Linked DNA regions of Zea mays: region 2 is linked to region 1. Evidence: chromatin contacts called from public Hi-C data. All regions are on one chromosome and are shown on one strand. Each heading gives the region's core, a stretch centred on a gene start, on an enhancer-like site or on the middle of the called end of the contact. The rest is flanking DNA. Distances are from core to core; before and after follow the strand shown.

Region 1 (4,364 bases), core at 481-2,980:
CACGCTCTAAGCAATACTACTGTCAGCACTACACTAGACTAGGGCTCCGACCTGAACCAGTATAACTTGTTCGTCCTAGATCCACCTTCGAGCCTGTGTAGCTCACCATTCGAAGTGAGTCCGCGCTAACACCCATGCCAAACACAAATCTTATTGTCCCCAATTCCAGAAACAACGACACATAATGTTTCTAAGTGCAAAACATGTTTGAAACATGATAACAAACCTAGTAGAAGTCCTTGATAATTTTTCATATTTTGCTGACTACTTTTCCTACTTTTTAAAAGCAAAAATCTATTTATAATAGTCAGTTAAAACATTTTTATAACCTCAAAGTATTTTATTTGTGTTCGTTGGGTGCCAAAATGTTTCTAGGTTTTTTCCTCAATTTTTCGAGCCACTTGAACATTTTTCAGTATTAAGAATGATTTTTTGTAGTTTTCGAAAATAGAAAAACTTTAAAATCGAATTTATCCATTTTTTTGATAAATACAATTCATCCCTACAAATACATGTCTGGCTTCCCCTCATCCTAGAACATAAAATGGTTTATCTCGATTCCATCTACAATCCTACAATAGCTCGTTGAAGTTCGAGTTTCTTCCTAACTCTAGCGATAACTCCAACGAAAAATTTCTATCCGTCCATTTATTTTTCGGAGCAACCTAGAATATCACCGTGACCGGCTCGGCGAGAGTTTCATCACGACACTTCCGGTTCGTCGATCGGATCTCCTATTCATCGTCAATCTGCGAAAAAGTTGAGATGTCCAACAACAACGTGAGATCGAAGGGCTTGGTTGGAAGGTAAGTTGGTGATAGGTTATGTGTCTTTCCCGCATCATAGGCTTGATGCTTTCTGCCTGATAGATTACCACCACCACAGGCTCTTTTATATGCAAGACTGTTATGCAACACGAATTTAACAGTAGTACAATCCTGATAAGTGATAACAGTTGGATCATGCCTTTGTAAACAAACATTTTCACCTTTAACAAACCGATGTAACCAATCAGATCACGTCATGTCACCTATTTCTATACAGTCCTAATAATGTATTAAAATTACGATATATTTTAGGTCAAATAATCATACCACATGTTATAAACAAAAAATTAATTAAAGATTTGTTTAATTAAATGTTAATTAGCTAGACAATCTAGTTAATCGAATTTATAGTTCTAACCTACGCTCTTTATAAATAATGGTTAAAGTGATTATTATCAATTTAAATATTTTAATTTAATATCTGCTTGGTTTAATTGTAATATATGTTAGATCATATTTATTAGATTTATTACACCTAAAATTTTGTTTTATTCATAAATTTTTCATTTTAACTTCGAATTTAGTGGTTTTAGAACCTACGATCTCGTAACGACGTGTATAATATTATTGTGTGGTTTGTTTCCATGTTTTGTATAATGTCATTTGTATCTATTATTTATTTATTTGTATATATTGGTACGGGTAAAAGTGAGGTCACGAAGAATTTGAAGTCCAAACTTTGAAGAGTATCTAAAATCGCAAGTAAAAGTCAAGTGTATACAATAAAAAAAATTAACCACGTATATACATCTCAAACAAGATCCGCTCATTTAAGGCCTTACAGAATACAGACGTACCATCTATAATTTTCTTCCGTGTGCGGGCGTTGCGTTGGTTAGCAGGCCCCCATATTGTCAGAGCATACGTACGCCATATTGTCAGCATACGTACGCTCGGGCGCTTGGGCATGGGCTCGGTCGTTGTGTTGTGCTGTGTCTGATGATGGAGATTGGGATAGGGATCCGCGTGTTGGCGCCAATGCTGCTGTTTGACAGGCCCATCTCAAGTAAAAGTGTTGTTTGCGTCAGCTCGGCTTGTTATACTAACGAGCTAAATATCTTGTCCGGTTCAACTTGTTAGGGAGCTCGAGCCACACAACTAAAATACAAATATCTATATACATAAATTTATATAACAAAAAAATCATATTGTAAGTGTTTAACACTAAAAACCCAAAACCTTTATAATATTATTATTATATTATCGTTCTAGCTTCTAACTTTCAATATTAAATTGAATAACCAAATATGTATTAACTTACTGAAAGGGAAATGTGCACTTGGGCCATTTCTATAAGATTTTGGTGATTAAGTGCCCAACACACATTAAGGGAATGAGTATATGCCAAAGGGTGGACAAAGTGCAAATCAATACAAAGGTATGATTCTAGACTTAGTACATTGGTTTTTGTGTACTAACATATTTGTCTAAGTGCTAGAATCAGAGAAAAAACAATTGGAAAACACTTGGCTCGAGCAGCCAAGACTCTGCTCAGTCTGGGTGCACCGGACAGTGTCTGGTGCGCCAGGCTGGCTCTGGTGAAAAGGCCGCTCTCGGGAATTCGTCGGGGGCGTACGGCTAAAATTCACCGGACTGTCCGGTGAGACAACGGTCGACCGCGCCAATGGTCGGTCGCGCAATCCGCGCGTGACGCGTGGCCGAGCCAACGGTCAGAAGGGGGCACCGGACTGTCCGGTGCGCCAACGGCTCCAAAACTTCAACGTTCGGCTGCGCCAGAATAGGAAAGAAATCCACACCGGACAGTGAACAGTGCCTGTCCGGTGGTGCACCGGACTGTCCGGTGCGCCAGTCGACAGAAGGCAAGAATTGCCTTCCTGGAATGCTCTCAACGGCTCCTAGCTGCCTTGGGGCTGTAAAAGGGACCCCTACGCGCATGGAGGAAGACACCAAACACACTTTGAGCATTCTTGATCATTCACACTTCGTCTTTGCGCACTCGTTTGACATTCTTAGTGATTTGAGCTCTGTTCTAGTGAGATTCCTCGCAAACGGGATATAGTGAAAGGAAAAGAAACATCATGGTATTCAAGTTGATCATTGGATCACTTGAAAGGAGTTGAGCGCAACTCTCGTCCATTGGGACGCCACAACGTGGACTAGGAAAGTGTTGTACTTGGCTGAACCACGGGATAAACCATTGTGCCTCTCTGTGTTGATATCTTTGTGGTTATTGTGTTTTGCAAGAACTCCTCTCTAGCCACTTGGCTTTATTGCTCTAACACTTAATCAAGTTTGTGGCATTAAGTTTTAAGTTTTTACAGGATCACCTATTCACCCCCCTCTAGGTGCTCTCAATTGGTATCGAAGTCGTTCTCTTCAAGAAAGGGACTAATCGCCCAAAGAGATGGATCCTAAGGGAAAGGGGATGGTGGTCAACGACAATGAGAAGGAGTCCATCTTCAACGAGCCAAGGGACGACAAAGTCAATGACTCCAGCTCGAGTCAAAAGAAGAAAGATGGAAAGAAGAAGAGGCGCATCAGGAAGGTTGTCTATTACGACAGCGACGAATCTTCCTCTTCTCAAAAGGACGACGAATGCGAGGAGAAAAAGAAAACGGTTAACTCGAACTTTTCTTTTGATTACTCTCGCATTCGGCATAATTCCAATACTCATTTGCTTTCTATTCCACTCGGTAAACCTCCTCACTTTGATGGAGAGGACTACAGATTTTGGAGTCACAAAATGCGTAGTCATTTGTTCTCTCTTCATCCAAGTATATGGGAGATAGTAGAAAACGGAATGCAATTTGATAGTTCGGATAATTCTATGTTTATCAATGAACAAATCCATAAGAATGCACAAGCTACCACTGTCCTTTTAGCATCTTTGTGCAGGGAAGAATACAATAAGGTGAGCGGCTTGGACAATGCCGAGCAGATCTGGGACACCCTCAAGATCTCACATGAGGGGAACGACGTCACCATGCTCACCAAGATGGAATTGGTGGAAGGCGAACTAGGAAGGTTCATGATGATCATGGAAGAGAAGCCAACCCAAACGTACAACAGGCTCAAGACCCTCATCAACAAAATAAGGAGCTATGGAAGCACGCGATGGACGGACCACGACATCGTCCGACTCATGCTAAGGTCCTTCACTGTTCTTGATCCTTATCTTGTTAACTCTATTCATGAGAATCCTAGGTACACCAAGATGACGCCCGAGGAAATACTCGGAAAATTTGTAAGCGGGCGAATGATGATCAAGGAGGCGAGATATGTTGATGATGCGTTGAACGGCCCAAACCATGAGCCTCAAACCGTTGCTCTCAAAGCAACAAGGAGAAGGGAGGCGCTACCTAGCAAGGTGGCGCAAGTTGAGGCGGCCGAGCTTAACGAAGAGGAAATGGCCCTCGTCATCAAGCGCTTCAAGACGGCGCTCAAAGGTCGCAAGGAGCATCCCAACAAGAGCAAGACGAAGGGAAAGCGCTCCTGCTTCAAGTGTGGTAAGGTTGGTCACTTTATTGCTAACTGTCCCGATAATGATAGTGACCAGGATCAAGGAGATAAGAGGGA
Region 2 (4,364 bases), core at 641-3,140, 74 kb before region 1:
AGTGTTTGGAGTGACCAAACCTATCCATAGTGGGATGGTTTATCAATTATTATGATGATGATTACATATATTAGTCTAGTCTGCCATACAAGGGGATGTGGCAACCAAATCAAACCTATCCGGGGGGGATTATTTTCCTGGTAAACAGTGCTTGGAGTGGGAGTCCTCACTTGCTCTGCTTTGCTGGTGGGCTTGGAAGCAGCTGCCAAGGCGACAAAAGGCATGAGACCCCACAAACCCAGGACGACAACCGGTTGCACCAACATGCCTACCTGGTAGCAAGCGATGAGGGAGCTGGCGAAGCCAAACGCGCCCGTGACGCGGGGGGTCACCTTCTTCGGGGCCAGCTGCAGGAGCCCCACGGCCACCACGATGTCCAGGCTCGACTTGACGAGCGCCAGCAGCCGCTCGTTCGACTTGTGCAGCTTCATGCGGTACTGCTCGTTCTGGCACACGGATCACACTCAGATACACAGAGAGATGCAAATGCAAGCGCCAGGGAGGAGAGAGACGTGGGGGGAGCGGTTTCGTTTCCGTCGAGGTGTACCTTGTACAGCTCTTGGTGCTTCAGCTCCTTCTCCAGCTTCTTCATCGACGTGGACAGCCGTTGCAGCTCGGCTAGCTACACGGCTTGGAGCATGAATCAGGTGCGGAAACACGAGATAATACGGCACTCGAGACAGAGACGCACGCACGCACCTCGATGATGGCCGTGCAGGTGTTGGAGCCGAGGAAGCAGTAGAACGCTATCCTCCCGAGAAACTCCGCCCGCTCCTTGTTCTGCATCGTGTAAAACAGTAAAAGCATGGTCCGGTTAATTAGTTAGTTCATCGTCGTGGAGTAAAGCCGGCATCGGCTTCCACAAAGGTGATTTCTCTGAGAACCTTGTATATTCCTGTCCTCCCCGCCCACACGATCTGGTCCAGGAAGAGGAAAGTCGACAGCATCGCGTTCTTGGACTGCAACGCGAACGCGCGCGCAGGGGCAACAAAACCAATCAGAGAAGCCCAGAACAAAAAACCATCCTCTCAAGTTTCCCGTGCGTTCAGCGGCGCGTACCTTCCCGAGTAGGATCAGCGGGAGCGGAGTCCCCTTGGCAGGAGGGCTGATCAAAGCGTGCAGGTCGTTGACGAACTGTAAAACGAGGACAGGCTCTGAGTCCTAACGAAACCACACCATGATGCGAGAGCAAAGCAGCAGCAGCAGCAGCAGCACCTTACAGAGCCGGAACACTTTCCGGGCCAGGCTGGTGGACTTGTCGACGTTCTGCGCAGGCCCTGGCTCCCCGTTGCTGATGAACTTGGACCCGTACTGGATCGCTCGGCAGATCTTGTCCCGCGCCTCGGCCTTGTTCAGGTACAGAATCAGCAGGGCGAGGTCTCCTCGCACGGCGTCCAGAGAAGCCATAGGTACTGTATTATCTTTTCAGTAATAACTGCATAATACGGTTGCGAAGCAGCGTGTAAGTTCTCTCGATTCCATTTCCATGGGGTGCAGTTCCGCCTGCGCCACCAGACTCAACCGTCAGAGCCGGACCCAGCCCCGCGGGCGGTAGAAAAGCGGCGGCGGATGCGGGTGAGCGCCGCGCCGCGCCGCGCCGGCGGAGTCCCCGTCTGGAAACCAACCGTGGAAGACAACCAGATCGACAGCGCCGGCCGGCGGCGAGGTACACAGATCCCCTCTAACGGCACCGAATCGGACCAGCTCAGGAAGGTTTCGGGCGCAAAAAAGGATCTCTAGGTTTTGGGCGCCACGCATGAGGAATCGGGGGACAAACACTACTCTCTCGATATATATCAAATCCCCCCAATCCCCCTCCCCGGAAATTCGACCGGCCGAGAGGGGGCGCTTGGGGGAGGACGGAGGAGGAGCCAACAGAAGGTGCGTGAGAAAGAGGCACTCACCTGAGCCTCCGAATCCGACGGACGACCTCGCCGCGGCTGCTGTGGCCCTGCGGGCGACGGATCAATCAGTTTGATTGGGACAGAGATGGGCACGAGGACGAGGACACCACGCCAAGGACGTCTCTTTTTTTATTCTCTCTCCTCTTTATAAATAATGGAGGCCGTATCCTATTACTATACACCAGGCGGCAGCCTATTTTCATCAGCTTTCTTTATCTCCTTCCCATCACACTTTCTGTTTTCGACACTTTCTGTTTTTCAGCGAACAACGCTATGTACCGGCCATATGCATGTCCATTTTAAATGCCTTTTAATTTCTAAATTATCAAATATAAGGATTAAAATAGAGATAATCTCTCTTTTAACCGTGTTCTATTATTTAGATGTTATGTAATTTACAACATAAAATGGAGAGACTAAAAATTAACCCATATAAACTAAACACTCTCTAATTCTTTAGACAGCCGTGTAGTTAAACGATGATCAGAAATCACATGTTTAAAAATGCGTATATTAGATGGTTTAATTGAGGAGGCAGTCTTCTCTCTAAGGGGGTGTTTGGTTTCTAGGGACTAATGTTTAGTCCCTCCATTTTATTCCATTTTAGTCCCTAAATTACTAAATATAGAAACTAAAACTCTATTTTAGTTTCCCTATTTAACAATTTATGAACTGAAATGGAATAAAGTGGAGGGACTAAAGTTTAGTCCCTATAAACCAAACACCCCCTAAGTTACGCCCATTCTAGATGGGCCCCACTATAGATAGGGCTTCCTTGTGGGATTGTGCAACCTGAACCTGGACACCTTGTCGGTGTGGATTTGAAATTTGATTGTGTGTGCCACTGCCTTCCGTGCACAATCTGTTACGCACACCAGGCTAAAATAAAATTTTGCTAATATTTATCTTGAATATGTTATGTATTTCTTTTAAAATTGGATATTTTTCTTTATATTTTTGATAGAGTGTGCACCAGTGTACTTTTTGAGCTGGCTTCGCTCCTGGCTGCCTTGTTCAATACTGTAGAGAGAGAGAAAAAGGAGGAGAAGAAGAAAAAGCTAGCAGTAAAAAACTTGGCGGTAAAATTTGGGTTCCAAATAAACGAGGACGAGACGGGAGAGTAACGTTTCCGCACACTGTACAATGGCGTCACAAGCGATTTGTTTGCTTCTCGCGGCGACCTTGCGAGCTCCGATGGAACGGATACCGTCTCTCATTTCCCTACCTCATCTGCTGCTGGCGGGGGCCCTCCCGAAACGGAACGGAAACGGCCGCCTTGTTTTGTTTCTCTACCGGGCACCGCCCGCCTCGATCGGTTCACGTTCAACTTGTATCTACGCATCTAGTTCAGCATTTTTTTACAGTTGTGTTTGTACCCCTGCTTTATGACTTAACTGTATATTTACCTTCACATTTTTACACTTTGTATCAATGCCACTGATAAGTTGACATGTGTCCTTAGAATGGATTAGGGCTACATATCAAACCAGCTCGGCTCGTCTCGTCTCGTCAAGCTAACCAGCCACAGAGTCAGCTCGGCTCGTTTACGAGCTTGAGCTGACTCGTTTACCTCGCGAGCCGGAGCAGAAAAAAAATCAATGTATATATAATAATCATTTTTTAGTTAATTCCAAACTAATTTAATAATATAAAATAGTAATTATAGTAATAGTTTTATGGACCACATCAATGTAACATCAAATTAATACAACTCATCAATTCACAATTCACATACATATTCATCAGTTTAACCCACAGTTATATTCGTATAGACCAATTTAACACAACACATACATATAACATGTTCACCAATTATTACGTAAATGATACATATATAGTTTCGTTTTGCTGAAATGTGATATCTCATTTAGCTCGTGAGCTGGCTCATTAACGAACCAAGCTAGGATGTCAGCCCAGCTCGTGAAAAATTTCAAACGAGCCAAACCAAGCTTACAATGAATCGAGCGAGCCGACGAGTTACGAACATTTCGTCCAGCCCTAGAATAGATGGGGTTAGTTTAGCTAATTTTAGAAAAATAGAAAATAATCATATAAAGAGATGCCCTTGCATTAAATGACCACTCTCTTCAACATTCACCGGCTCGTACCAAAAATCCAAGCGCTGAGAAGGACAGAGTTTCAGTAAGTAAATTTACCTCAAAGATTTCTAAATTTCTAGTACCCATAGGATTTGAACAACTAACAACTCATACATATTGTTGTTGCATCTACATTTAAGTAAGTCATGCATCAGTTTTATTTCTTATTTTTTCCACTCTTGAAGTTACTAACATATGCCCTCTTTTGAAGTGCAAGCAAAGGTCCAAGTGCTACTGTTGATAGAGGATAACCACCTAATACAGGGAGAGGGAGAGGGAGGGGGAGAAGAGGAGGAAGCTGAAGAGGACGCTGAAGGCTTGCTGAATTATTGGGTCTTTGAAAGCAATTAATTGTTTTGGT

The links. Hi-C and Micro-C count contacts between places; a contact is called where the count stands out from the background.
Region 2: a Hi-C map of ear shows a contact between it and region 1, with 2.1 times the contacts expected there. The contact joins the promoter of LOC100192700 here to the enhancer-like site in region 1. A contact is called at or near these places in 3 of 25 Hi-C or Micro-C datasets (ear and leaf).

What each region holds. Positions count from the first base shown.
Region 1 is chr6:71,770,102-71,774,465 of Zm-B73-REFERENCE-NAM-5.0, reverse strand. No RefSeq gene overlaps it. Among protein-coding and RNA genes, the nearest start is that of LOC109940432, 12 kb to the right of the region's middle. Within about 2 kb of position 1,730, at least 14 of the 20 cell types and tissues checked have an H3K27ac peak or open chromatin away from gene starts, as enhancers often do. A contact at or near this core is called in ear and leaf, where this site is marked.
Region 2 is chr6:71,844,079-71,848,442 of Zm-B73-REFERENCE-NAM-5.0, reverse strand. It overlaps LOC100192700 (peroxisomal membrane protein PEX11-1), which reads right to left and starts at 1,890. Exons shown (of 7, transcript NM_001137903.1): 1 at 1,216-1,890; 2 at 1,060-1,134; 3 at 885-959; 4 at 700-780; 5 at 548-622; 6 at 273-446; 7 at 13-202. The coding sequence starts at 1,407. The coding sequence ends at 167.